Linked DNA regions of Canis lupus: region 1 is linked to region 2. The links are chromatin contacts, called in public Hi-C maps. All regions are on one chromosome and are shown on one strand. The core of a region is the stretch at or near the end of the contact, and the rest is flanking DNA. Distances in the headings are between cores, read along the strand shown.

Region 1 (7,017 bases), core at 4,044-6,543, 180 kb after region 2:
GGGCACTCGTGTTCAAGCAGGAGAAAAGCAGCAGTGCAGAACAGGTCACCCCTCTCAGGCTAAAGCTGGTCTTAGAATTTGGCCCAATATAATTGGAGTTATATATGCAAATGCAGGAGGCAGCAGAGATATCCCCAGCAGACAGGATGGGGGCATGGCGGATGCAGCCAGGGGTGAAAACCTCAGAAACACCTGTTTCTCTTCATTATTTGGAAAGCCAGTTGCTGCAAGGGTCTACCCAACAGGAGAGGACAGCTTCCTGCAGGGATCACACCCACACCAGGAAAGTAGGCATTTGGTTTCCTTATGTAGCGTCCTTTGTCTTCTTTTCCCCTGGTTTTCAAATGATCAAAACTCACTTACCAGCTAGTTCGCCTACGTTTGGGACTCTGGGGGCTGCATATGTCTAGAATGCTGAAGCATAGCAGGGATGCTGAGGCATAAAATACCCAGGAATTTTGAGGACAAGTCAGGGGGCATAGAAGTTCAATGTCAGAAGAGCCTGCCAAGGAGATGAGCATGGTCCCTTTGGAAGGACGACATGCAAATTCGTGAATCCTTCCATGTTGGGGGGAAAAAAAAAACCAACGAAAAGGAAGGCTGACTATAGGGGAGGCCAGGAGTAAGAGCAAGCGCTAAGTCCGAGGTGGCTTTGTGCTGGCCCGGTGCTTAGTAGTTGGGGTAACTGTTCTGGTTTGTCTACGACTCTGATGAAAATGTTTCTGACTTTTCCTCATTCCGTCCATAGGTGCTTGGTGGCTGTCTTTTATTAGGTTTGGAAAGTTTTGTCTCCATTCTGTTTTTCCAGAGTTTTTTTTTTTTTTCTTTTTAAAATTAAAAAAATATATATTTTATTTGTTTGAGAGGAGAGAGAGAGAGAGAGAGAGCGCACACACTGGGGGAGTAGGGCAGAGCAAGAGGGAGAAGCAGGCTCCCCAATGAACAGGGAGCACGATGTGGGGCTCAATCCCAGGACCCTGAGATTATGACCTGAGCTAAGGGCAGATGCTTAACTGACTGAGCCACCCAGGTGCCTCTGTTTTTGTTTTTAAAATCATGAATCTGATTTAATTTTATCAAATGTTTAATTTTTAAATCTACCCGAGATGGTTTTCTCCTCCAATCTTTAATGGACTTAGTTATGTAATAGATTTTCTGATAGTTAACCTTTCGTGCAGTCCCAGGAAAGGCCCAACAGATCATTATTTTTTTTCAGTGTGATGTGTGATAGGTTGTATTTTCCAAGAAGGGCTTCAACAGGATCTCCTATTTCACTACTCTTCCAACAGTATGATTTCTTACCTCTTTCACTGATGATTGGTTTCACGTTCCCTCCTTGGGAATCTAGATGTGCCCTGGCTATGGTGGAAGAGACACAGGGGGACTTCTGAGGCTAGGACACACCAGCTTCTCCTGAGGTCTGTGCTCCTGGAATGCACCACCATGAACTGAGGAAGCCCCAAGGCCCACAGAGAGAGGTGGGGGTGAGCAGTGGTCTCCAGCCTACACAGCCCAGCAGAGCTCCCAGCTCCTACCAACGTGGTGACCATGTGTGTGGGCCTCTTGAAAGCAGATCCCTCGGTCCCAGGTAAGTCAGCACCACTCGTGCAACATGGCACAGAGGCTAGCCACGAATGCCATACACAGCCCACACTGCAGATGTGAGAGCCAAAGAGAGGATTTTAAGCCACTGAGTTTTAGGGAGGTTCATTATGCAGCAGTAAGTGATGTCTGATAGAATGTAACTGATTTGCTGATATTTTATTAGAATTTTTGCATCTACTTTTGAAAGAAAGATTGGCCTATATCTTCTTTCCTTCTTCCTTCCTTCCGTCCTTCCTTCCCCCCTTCCATCCTTCCCTCTTTAATTTCTTTCCACTGCCCTTGTGTGCTTTTCATACCAAAGTTATACAACCCTTTAAAAATGATCTGGGATGTATTTCTTCCTTTCTTTTTTTTTTTCTAGTCTTTGAAAGCATCCAGGTAAGTTGGAAATTATTTTCTTTCAATGTTTGATTAAAAAGAGATGAACTAGTGTAAAAACCTGTCAGAGTTTAAAAAAAAAAAACCTAGCAGAGTTTGATACCTTTCATTTCTTTAAAAGAGATTTTTTATCTACCAGCCAGTTTGTTGAAAGGCTAGGATCTGTTCTGATTTCCTATTATTTCTTAAGTTAATATTTGTAAGTTTCCTAGAAAATTGTCCACATCTTCTAAGCTTTCAAAATAGGGACATATAGGTTTCATTGTAACTGAATTATGTCTCCTCCTTCATGTATAATATTGTTGATTTTCTCTCTCTCTGCCTCCCTGATGGGCTTGCCAGAAATATGCCTGTTTGATTTTGATTCATCTTTTCACCCGTCAGCTTTTCTTTACTGCTGATCTTTGAGCTTCTGGTAAAAGTAGAAAGAGAACTAACAAAATAGTTTTCATTTCCATCATTCTCTGTCTTTATCACTCCTTTCTATATAGTTTCTGGGCTTGTGATTTCTCTTTTGCTCTTTTTCTTTCTTTTTGTTTACTTTTTCAATTGAACCCTGAGCTTATTATTATTTCTGAGCAATTTTCCCTCAAAGAATAGCTTTAGAAGCAAAGCAGAAGTTTGACAAGAAAGGCTTGTCATTCAGTTCTGAATATTTTACATTTTCCCTTTTAACTAGGATGACCATGTCATGCATCAACCAGATGGAGATGCCATTGGTGGTGAGCGGAAATGTGCCATTAGAAATTACACCAGGATGACAGCCAGCCAGTGGGTCTTGCAAATTCACTTGTATGTACACCCATAGATTATTTAATAGAGTGTGTTTCGGTTTTCAAGTGTGTATGTGTGTAAAGAGCAAATAATTTCATTGATTTCTACTATAATTACATTGAGGTCAGAAAATCTGGTCTATGGGATAAAACTTGGAATTTGTTGAAACTTCCTTTGTGGTCTAGTGAATGGTCACATTTCTATAAATATACACATGTACTTGGGCCTATATATATATATATAGGCCCACTTACTTTATCATTTCCTGATACAAGTATTCCAAATCTCCTGTTCTGATTATGGATTTTGAATGTTTCCTCATTGTTTACCAGTATTTGCTTAGAGGTTAATATTTGTATGTCATTTTGGTGGATTCTTCCCTTTATCACTAAAAAGATCTTTCTATAGCTTATTAATTTTTGATTTTATATGCTTTAACAACTTTTTTTGGTTGCCTGGCATACCTTATTGGAACCTACCCCTTTTCTTCAACCATTGTGTATGTTTGTTTTAGGTGTGCCTTTGAAAATCACATAGCTAGACTAAAAGAACAACCACAACATCAGCAACATACAATGCTTTCAATATGACATTTTTTTTAAAAGTAAGTAGTTAAATCTATTTACATTTATTGTGATCACCAACATATTTGTCCTTAATTCTTTCATCTTATTTTGTGCTTGTTTATTTTCCATGTTTTTTCTTTGCCTCCTGAATTGTTTCTTTCCTTCTATTGAATTGGTTATATTTTCCTTATTTCCTTCTACTCGACTAGTTCAGACATTATATATTCTTTTAAAGATATAACCTTAAATTTTTAAAATAAATACTGAACAAAGCCTACTTTCCATCAATATCTATCTCTTTCTTTTGAAACGAAGGACTGTTAACTTCCTATCCTTATCTCTCCTCAGTCATCTTTTCCTTCTTTGGCAAATATTTTATTTCTGCTTTGTTTTACAATTCCCCTGAAGTCAGTTGTTGTTAAATAGGGGGGGAGATACTTTACCTAACACTTCTGTGTATTCAGAGCAGAACAGAGGCGTCACATATCAGCTTAGTACACCACATCAATTGGAGTCCCTGATTTTGATAAGTCTGACAAATGAATTACCTTCATGGGGTTTCCATTTTTGGTCACATCTGGGAGAGATTATCTAGAAAAAGAGCTCTCTCATTTTGCCTAAGACTCCAGGAGTTGAATAGCAAGGAGGATGCTTATTAAGATATTCAGTAAAGGGAGAAATCACTGTGGCCTGTGGTCCCAGGAGTCCAGAGAGGCTACTGTAGGAGCAAACATTGGTTAGTCCTAGAAAAATGAGCAGAAAAGTTTTTTAAGAGCAAGAGTGATGTGACCAAGATGGAATTTTAGTAAGATCAACCAACAGCATTTACTACAGTTTCCATGCAGTAGGAGGGGTTATTCTTTACGGAGAGGAAGCCCCCTTAGGGTGCTGTTCTGTTAGAGCTGGCAGGAATGGAGGAAGGCCTGACCTCGGTAGGTGGCAAGAGGCAGGAAGGAAGAGCTGAGTAGGAGGTGGTTAGAAGGAAGAATTAGAGGAGGTGGATGCCAGTTACACATGAGAGGACGGAAGGGGGGCCAGTGCTGACGTTAAGGACTCCAAATGGGGGACAAGGAAAGTCCCTGCATGCACACTGCAGGATTTCCATCTAGGCAGGGGTTTGTGAATATGGGGCATTGCATGGTGCTTGGAGGTGGCTGTGACCTTTGGTGACACTGGCAGCCGTTAGTGCCAGAGGGCCTCAGTCCTGACAGGAGGCTTTAGCCACTGGGAGCTGTCCTGGTTGCTAAGGTACTCATGTGGGTAAGGATAAGGAAGATAGATCACTAGTGAGAAAGTCATAGGTCTGAAGCCCACCTTGAGCTGCCTCTCAGGCTCAGGACCAAGGCTGGGTGGTTCTAAGAGGGCCTGGGTCTGGCCGAGGGGGCTGCTGGACCCTGCGCATCAAGAAATTCAGGAGTCCATGGGCTCCAAGATCTTAAAGATGGCTTATGTCAGGGGGTAGGATTTCAGGTGTCTCTTCATTATACCATTTACAGCGAGTACTTGTAATTTGTGTATTCAGGAAAAAATAAGTCATTTTCCTCGTGGGGATAAGCTACCTTTTCCAAGCCCTGCCTGCTGTGCTTCCTTCTGAGCCAGGCTAAGGTCAAGTACACGTCTGCACTCCTTCCAGTTTCATGGACGAGAACGAGGGCTCGAGACCAGGGAACTTGCCCAGGCCTAGCGGAGGCGGAACGAAGCCCCGCAGGTTCCCGCCGCCGGCTCTCGGTGGCCCCTGGAGCTCGCAGGGCAGCCTGAGGACAGACACCTGGCAGACCCCACTCACCTGGGCGCTCCGGGCTGCTGGGCGGGGCCCCGCCCGCAGGCCCCGCCCCCGCAGCGCGCCAGGCCCAGGACCACGCCCCCAAGGGTCGGCCCCGCCCCGCCCGCCCCAGGCCCCGCCCCGCCCGCCCCAGGCCCCGCCCCGCCCGCCCCAGGCCCCGCCTCCCGCCGCCAGAGGAAACGGAAGTGGCGGCAGGCCCCGGCGGAAGCAGGAAGCGGCGGAGCGGGACCAGGCGCGGGCGGTGTTTGCTGCGGGGCCATGGCGGAGAAGTTCGACCACCTGGAGGAGCACCTGGAGAAGTTCGTGGAGAACATCCGGCAGCTCGGCATCATCGTCAGTGACTTCCAGCCTAGCAGCCAGGCCGGGCTCAACCAGAAGCTGTGAGTGGCGGCCGAGTCCGCCGGCGTCGACGGCAGCCGGGGATCCTGGGGGTGGGGAGCCGGGGCTTGGGAGCCGGGTGGGGATCCTGGGAGCCGGGTGGGGGGTGGGGAGCCGGGGATCCTGGGAGCCGGGGATCCTGGGGGTGGGGGCCCGGGAGCCTGGCGGTGGTGGGGGCCAGGGAGCCAGGGGGCCGGTGGGGAGCCGGGGTCTGACCTGAGAGCCGCCCCTCTCTGCCGCCCTCCTCTGGACTTGGGCCCGCCCCCCTCCCGCTCCGTTTTGCTGGAACTTTATCTCGAGGGCCCGTTTGGACACGTCGTCAGGGCCACACAGTCATCAAAGTCATCAAAGCCTGCCCTGGCTGCCGTGACTCCTTCCCAGTTTTCTCCCCGGCCCTTCTGGGGAGTCCAGGCCCTGTCCCCAGAGGGGAGGCGGACTTCACGGGGTGCTCCAAACTGCACCCAGGAAGGAGAAGGTTGTGAACCACCTGCTGCCGAGGTCTGGATGTGGTGGAACTGGAAGGGGGAGGGTGGCGAGAAACGGTGCAGACCGCTTAGGAACTTCTTTGGCAGCAGTCCTGTGCTGGTGCTTGGTGCTAGGCCCTGGGGTGGACGGGACACACACACACACACACACACAGAAGGAATGCTGCAGAAGGGCTCTAGCTTTCTAGGGGCTACAGACATCAAACATAAGTGCAGCGCAGCCTTACAAAACCCAGGGCTGGGGGACTAGCCTGGTGATCTCTTAAGCTCCAGAGGGGAGCAGAAATTAAACCAGGTGGGGGATGGCTTTCTCCTCCGGGATCGGAGGGTGGGTTCTTCCTCGGGAGTCTGCTGCGCACAAAACCAGCTGCACGTTGTCTTTGAGAGAAGATTGATGTTTTTCATCAGATTCTCTGAAGGGGTGGTTTTTATCACCCAAAACTGGCAGTCTCTACTTTAGAAGAGAATTGGATATCTAAGGGTATTCTCTAGTTCCAAAGCCTTCCTGGAATTCTGTAGCTAACTGTAAAGCTACTCGCCTTCGTGTGTAAGGAACTCTGGCCTGGAGCTCACCCCGGCCAGCTGGGTGGTGTTCCTGCTGTCATCTGAATTAACCACATGTTCTATTTTTGCCTTTTCCCTCAGGAATTTTATCGTTACTGGCTTACAGGATATTGATAAGTGCAGGCAGCAGCTTCATGACATTACTGTGCCTTTAGAAGTTTTTGAGTAAGTATTCTTAATTTGAGTATAACTCTTGTTTTATTGTGTTATAATGACGCCTTCAACCACTGGTATTTAAGAGCCTGTTTGTGGCAAGCACATCCTAGGTGCTGGGGATAAGCCAGGAAAGAAAATAGACAAAAACACCTGCTCTCAGGGAGCTTATGTTTTAATAGGATTAAAAATTCAAAAGAAATAGAATGAATAAAGAGTTATTAAATGTGCAGAAAACATCATAGGCTCCCCAAGTCCTGCTTAGACAAAACGGGCAGGCATATCACTTTTTTTTTTCTTGAGAGGCAGAAAGTCTTAGGTGGGCTTTATT
Region 2 (7,033 bases), core at 78-2,577:
TCATTTTTTTTTAAGTCAAACATTCTGGTCAGATTTTAACAGCTTGCAGGTTCTGATACAGGAAAATGACTCTGGTGATCACTGCATGGCACGGTCCTTAGCAAAGGAAAATGCTTTTCTAGCTGCTGTAGGCGTGACACTCCTGAGCGAGCTAACCTGCACATCCTCAAGCGTCCTCCTCCCTCCCAGTAGCCAGGTCAGTCCCTTTCCAGCCCTCTCTCACCACCCGTCGCTGTCCTCACCCCCAGCCCCACTTTCCCAAACTAAGCGTATTAAGCCGTCTGCCCCAGGGGAGGAAGGGGACGGTGCCCGTTACAGGGCAAGGGCGGCACGGGCGGAGAGGTCATTAGGACAGGGCGCCAGGGAGGGAGGGCGCGGGGCGAGGAAGGAGGGGGCGGTGGGGGCGGTGGGGGCGGCGCCTCGGCGGGGGCGGGGGCGCGGGGGGCGCGGGGGGCGCGGGCCGTTACCGTTGCGCGTAGTGCAGGAGGAACATGGCCAGGAGGATGCGGTTGGGCGCGCGGCGGAGGCGCTCGGCGGCGGTGCGGGCGCACACCCACAGCGGCACGGCCAGCGAGGGCAGCTCCTGCAGCGCCCAGGCGGCCCGCGCCGGCACCCCGAAGGCGGCGCCCGGCGACGCGTAGCGCCCGTAGGACGAGGCCGCCTGGCGGAGCAGCAGGGAGCCCAGGAAGCCCAGCGCGCACTGCAGGTAGGCGAGCGCGTGCAGCCGGGAGACCTCGGCCGGCTCCATGGCGGGGACGCGCGGGCACGCCCCATGGCCCCGCGGCCGCGGCGGGCCACTTATAGGGCGGCGGCGGCCGGCGCGCGGGGGGCGCGGTTACCTGAGGCGGCGCGGGCGCGGGCGCGGGCGCGGGCGTCCCGGCGCCGGTCGCACCCGGCCCTCCCCGGACGCCCCTGCGCGCGTGCGCTGCGCTCCCGCCGGTCGGATTGGACGCGGGCGGGCGCCGAGGGGGCGGGGGCGGGGCGGGGCGGGGCGGGGGCGGGCCCAGTCCCCGCGGCCGGAGCCCCGCCCCCTCGCCGCCCTGCGCACGCGCGGCCGCGGGCTGTCCGCGGAGCTGCCGGAGTCCGCGCGGGCGACCTCGGGGCTGCTCTCCGGGGCCCCCGTCCCTCTCGGGCGCCGCCCGCGCTTCCCCTCGCTCGCTGCTCCCCGGGAGCACGGGCCGCGGCGCCTTGGGCGTCTTCCCCGCGGCGCCCGCGGGCCCCGGAACGGCGCAGGCGCGGAGCCGGGGTCCTCGCGCCAGCCCGGAAGTCCTCTGCGCGGGCCGTGGCGGGGAGCTGGGTGCGGGCGGCGTGCGCGGCCGCGTGGGCCATGGGGCGGCGGGCGCGGGGCCGGCGGCTCCAGCAGCAGCAGCAGCAGCGGCCGCAGCGCGCGGAGGACGGCGCCGAGGGCGGCGGCAAGCGCCCGGAGGGGGTAGGAGCCGGGGCGCGCGCGGGCGGGCGGGGGCGGGGGCCCCGTGGGCGACCGTGGGCGAGGCGGCCCCGTGGGCGAGGCGGCCCCGCGGCCCTGGGTGGACCCGCGTCTGGTTCCGCAGGCCTGGGAAGGCGGCTATCCCGAGATCGTCAAGGAGAACAAGCTCTTCGAGCACTACTACCGGGAGCTCAAGATCGTGCCCGAGGGCGAGTGGGAGCAGTTCATGGGAGCGCTCAGGGAGCCCCTCCCGGCCACTTTGCGGATCACTGGCTACAAAAGGTAGGGACGGGGTCGTGCCCAGGCTTGGCTGCCCGTCGAGCCGCCGTGGGTCCGGGCCAGGGCGCTCCCGCCCCCGCCCCCGCCCCCGCCCTGCCCCCGCCCTGCCCCCGACCGCCGCCCCCCGGCGCAGTGGACCCCAGGGTCCGGAAGCGGTGAGGGCGGAGCGCAGGGGTCGCACGCAGTAGGCCGGGGCGTGCAGGGCGCGAGACCGCGACCCGGGAGCGTGCCGTCCGGGCAAGGATGGTCCCTGGGCATCCGAGAGCCGAGGGTGCCCCTCCCCCGGGGACACCTGAGAATTGATGTCCTCACACGGTTTGTGCGAAACCCCAGTTCTCTGTCCCTTCAAGTCTTTGTGGTACCATCTTTCCCAGGTGAGTTGCAAGTAAATATGAGCTGTGGGAATACTTGGGAGGGAAGGAATGCAATACTCCCTTAACGTGAAGCCATGACGGTCATTTAAACTTGGAAGGGGTAGAGGAAGAAAACAGGGATGAAAGAGGCAGCTTTCAGTGCAAAGGGGGTTTTGTTTTAAGACACTTGTCACCTTGGGTTCAACAAAGGATGAAACATATCGTATTAGCCATCCAGATTGGATCAAAACTTACTTGTTTTTTAATAGCCACGCAAAGGAGATTCTTCACTGCCTGAAGAACAAGTATTTCAAGGAATTGGAGGACCTGGAGGTGGATGGTCAGAAAGTTGAAGTTCCACAGCCCCTGAGTTGGTAGGTCAGACAAGCCTTCGTCCTGTGGGAGGATTTTAATCTTTGTCAAATGACAACCTGTTTTCTTGGCAACCTGTTTGCTGCTAGTGTGAGAGAATCTGAATCGACTTTACGGACATCCATGCATTCTTTTACTCAGTGCTTTTCCCCTGTATTATTTTACATCAGTGTGCAGCTTTTCATGCATGATTTGTGGCTCCCTAAGGGTCAGTTGGTTCTCTCAGTGTTTCCAAGTCCATCAGCCCGTTGTCTTCCATGATGGTACCACTTGTGTCCATTTCCATTTAAACCCCTTGTTTCCTCTCGTCCAAACTCTTGCCCTGTGGCTCTCCTATGATCAGCAAAAGGAGGCTCAACCTCACAAAGGTTGCCACAGACAGGTTCCAGCTGATTCTCTGTTGCCTTTTTTTTTTTTTTTAAGGTTTTATTTCTTTTTGAGAGTAAGAGAGCACGTGTGTGCACACGGAGTGGAGTGGGAAGAAGAGGGACAGGGAAAGAAACAACGCTGAGCAGGGAGCCCAACACGGGGCCCGATCCCACAACCCTGAGATCATGACCTGAGCCAGAACCAAGACGCAGACACTGAAGCAACAGAGACACCTAGGCGCCCCTGACCCTATCTCCAGTGTCCTTGGCACTCGAGCAGACTCTTGCCCTCCATGCTAACCCTCTCTCTACTTGTCCTTTGGGTTCTTTGCTTCTCGTGGCTCAGCTCAAGTATCATTCCAGTCAATGCAGTTCCAGCTTCTAAAACACCTGGAGTCCTCACGCACAAACTATAGCAGCAACAAGCCCTGGGTCAATTTAGGAATCTTAAAGTCTTTAAAGTAGTTTCTACCCTTCCACATTTCAGATGATCAACTTTGAGGCATTGAGAGTTCTCGCAGATAAGGATTTTAAATGATCCCTGTAAAAAGGTGAATTTAACCAGCACTTCTGACAACTTCTGAGGTTTTGGTCATCCAAGTGTATGAGGTCCCAAAGCAAGATCAGGTTTTTCCAAACGAGGGTTATAGATATGCTTTTTTTTAATGCTTTTTTCCATTGGTCATTTGGATTTTCCGTGGCCATATCCCTGATGTGCTTGGCATAGACATTTTGAGTAAATGCTGGAGGGCCAAAAGCTAAAATCAGTATTCAGCTGAGCTCAAAAGCAGATGTCACCATTGTAAAGCAGCACTTCGGGGATACAAGAATAAACCTACAATTTTAAGTCAAAAACATGTCATCTTTTTTTTTTTTTTTTTTTAAAGTCAAACGTTCTGGTCAGATTTTAACAGCTTGCAGGTTCTGATACAGGAAAATGACTCTGGTGATCACTGCATGCCCACTATCCTGAAGTCGTTAGGAAAGGAAAATGTTTTTCTAGCTGCTGTAGGTGTGACATTGCTGATCGAGCTAACCTGCACATTACCAAGCGTCTTCCTCTCTCCCAGTAGCCACGTTCTATACTTACCTCCTCTCTAGTGCCTTGGTTTGGAGATTTAACCGATGGTACTGGTGTTTGAAGCAGAGGCCACCTGACACTTTGAAAAGAAGTGGGTTTTAGGTTGCCTTTGTGCACATTTCTAATAGTCTTGCGTGTGTTGGCTGCTACGTATAATTACTGAAAGCCTTTGGTCCTTAAACATGCATAGAAATGTAGCTTTTCAGATGAGGAAGTCTGGTGGGCAGTAGGAGGAGCTGAAAAGCATGCATCCTGTAGGCTTAAAGAGGTGCGTCTGGGTGGGTCATTGTGCAGGTTCCAACAGATCCATGACAGTTAGGCTTGCCATTTTTCTCCCTCTCTGCAAACTGCAGTTAAACTCTAGCCTTGCAACATTTAATAGATGGTTTCCATCTTGATTATTGAACAGTAGCAGTGGGTCCAGGAATAGACAATTCTTCAACACCTGAGAAACATCCCAGGGGTTGTCTGGTTGAAGAACAAATGGGAATCACTCTCTGATAACCACCAGGAATCACTCTCTGATAACCACTGGTGATGCTTTTCACGTTTTGTTAGCTATAATCTGAGCACACAGCTGAAGGGTGTGAACAACATACTGTGTTATTTGTGTTCCTGATAACCAGCTTTTCCGTTATCCGGGACCATTGCATGACAAATTTTACTGTACAAACATTCAGTCAGATTTGCTTGTCTGTGTGAGCTGCCCATGAGTCTCTTGGCAAGCAAGCAGAGAAGAAACTTACCAAGACTTCTGGTGGTTTTCTGTAAATAAATCGAATGATATTCTCTACATTTTGGTATGTAGTGGAATTAAATTTAGGAAAGTGTCTTTGAAAACCATGTTTTCTAGAAGGAATATTAAGTGCAGGACTCATAGCTTTGGCAGATTTTGTTCCTTTTTGTGGACTCAGACCTGTAAGGTATTATACCAAAGCGTTCTTATAAAAGTATTATTTTGATGATCAGTTGTTGAGAATAACTTGATTGTTATTCTTTTTATGTATGGGTTGAAAGATGACTTATAATGAATATTGTATATTTTTACAGATAATTTTTTCTCTGTAAGAATTTTTGAGGTATAAAGATGACACTAGTTTTTTTTTTAACTCATCCTGAGAAGACATGCTAAGTTTCCAAGTAGGACTTTAAAGACTCAGGAGCTAAATTTGAATTATACACCTAGAAATTCAAATTTAATTCTTTAAGGTATCTTATTTGATGTTAAAAGCTACAAAGATGTTTGTTGTTCCAAAACCATGGTTCCTAAAGCTGTACGAGATGTATACTTTTTCATTTTAATCATTAGTTTTTGTATTTAATTATTTGAAGGTTAAGTATTTTTTTTTTGAAAGATTAATAGCTTTCACAATTTAATTACGTGCAGTGGAATTTTCATCTTAATAAATTTCTATTTTTTTAACCAAAATTTAATCTAAAAAGTACATGAGGAAATATTTGCGCAGGTTGTATTTAGACTGCTTATCTTTATTTGAAAATGAAAATTCAGCTATTAATGATTAATAACTGAATTGAACAAATTCATGGTTGAATGCATGTGGCATTCAGATGTTTTGGTGATCTGGTAAGGTGGTAACTTGCATAATTCACAGTCATTAATCTCATACAGTTCAGGGTTACAAGAAATTATGTGAAAGTCATTGATCACATACAGTTCAAGGTTGCAAGAAATTTCATAGAAGTAGGTGTTTGTCTCCCCAGTCTTGCAAAGTTTGCTCTGAAATAGCAGATTTTCCACAAGACTATAGGAAAAGGCAAATCTGAGTGTATTCCTACAATTTTACCTCTGAGGAGGCCAAAGGGAATATTTGAAAACTAAACTTTTTTAATTGCTTGCTAAGTGTGATTGTGTTTTGGTTTTAGATTTTTGAAGCACGTTAAATATTGTAGAAGGAACCAGGCATAGGGAATAGAGCAGAGTGCTGGGATAGCTGGAGGGTGGTCAGGAACAGTTTTAGGCAGTTTCATCTTCATTATTTGGTGGAAAGTACTTCCCAGATTTCTCTCTTAATATCATTGATGGGCAAGTAGTGTCTTAAAATCTTAAGGCCTGAGTTTGTTTCTTTCAAATAGTTACTCTGTTTCAAAGCAGTCAAATGTATTGTTTTGCAACTGTTCTGATTGCATTTTCAAGGCTGTGGCCTTAGCTACAATTTGACACTTGGAAATACTGTGATCCTGCATTGTTAAGTTGAGCTGGTTATTCACCTGAGACTAAGTAGTAAGTATTAAAACTGCAGTGAGACTTACCACTGAGTTGGAAGTAGTGCTAGCTTGGTGCCAGGTTGGGTGAGCATGGCTCTGGCATAGCAGTGTGCTGACTGGAGCAGTTGGAGCTCAGGGATCATGTGTGAGCCAGGTTTCCTAATCAGTGGTGTCATCATTACAGAAAGTTTAAGTACAGAAATGGCAGGAGATGCTTCTTCATTCTTAGGTCCATATAAATAATGATATAGGAGTGCAAGTCAGTGCGGCAGTGATCCTAGGGTTTTTTTTGATGTGTAAAATGTTTCAGTACGTCATTGGGCTATTTTGTTTTAGATGTAGTGAAAAATATTGTAAAAAAGGTTGCAATTAAATGTCAAACGTTCTGGTAGTTCTTCAGCTGTAATTTTGATTGTGATCTGCAGTTTTTAAATTTCTTAGGTCTTTTTTTGTTTTTAAGATTTATTTTTTTGAGACACATACACAACATGGGGAGAGGGGCAGAGGGAGAGAGAATCTCAAGTAGACTCCTCGCTGAGCACAGAGCCCAACATGGGGCTTGATCCCAGGACCCTGAGATCATAACCCGAGCTGAAATCAAGAGTTGGCTGCTTAATGGACTTCTTCTTTTCTGATGGCCTCTGTACCATCATTAGCATACATGGTGAAGACCAGAGGAGTCTCCACTTTCTCATCTGTTCTTGAACATCATCATTGCAATTTCATAGTAATAATCATACTAGATCTCTTTGAGCTGCCTGGCTCTCGTGTTTTTGCCCGGGCCATGATGCAGTTAGAACCGTGATGCTTATGTCCCAGTGACGTCATGTGGTGCTGGCCGTCTGTACATAAGAGGATCGTGCATGTGGGGAAGTAGAACAGAACTGAGTGTCTCATTGACACTCATTGGTATACGATCTGTAAAAGC

Evidence for each region. A called contact is a pair of places that touch in the nucleus more often than the background predicts.
Region 1: a contact with region 2 is called in a Hi-C map of blood, with 2.5 times the contacts expected there. The contact joins the promoter of MED10 here to the promoter of NSUN2 in region 2. A contact is called at or near these places in 2 of 9 Hi-C or Micro-C datasets (both in blood).

The regions. Positions count from the first base shown.
Region 1 is chr34:7,473,170-7,480,186 of UU_Cfam_GSD_1.0, forward strand. It overlaps MED10 (mediator of RNA polymerase II transcription subunit 10), which reads left to right and starts at 5,294. Exons shown (of 4, transcript XM_038583344.1): 1 at 5,294-5,486; 2 at 6,615-6,698. The coding sequence starts at 5,365.
Region 2 is chr34:7,294,632-7,301,664 of UU_Cfam_GSD_1.0, forward strand. NSUN2 (RNA cytosine C(5)-methyltransferase NSUN2) reads left to right here and starts at 1,328. Exons shown (of 15, transcript XM_038583342.1): 1 at 1,328-1,429; 2 at 1,551-1,708; 3 at 2,328-2,432. The coding sequence starts at 1,328. SRD5A1 (steroid 5 alpha-reductase 1) reads right to left here and starts at 934. Exons shown (of 5, transcript NM_001287100.1): 1 at 468-934. The coding sequence starts at 748.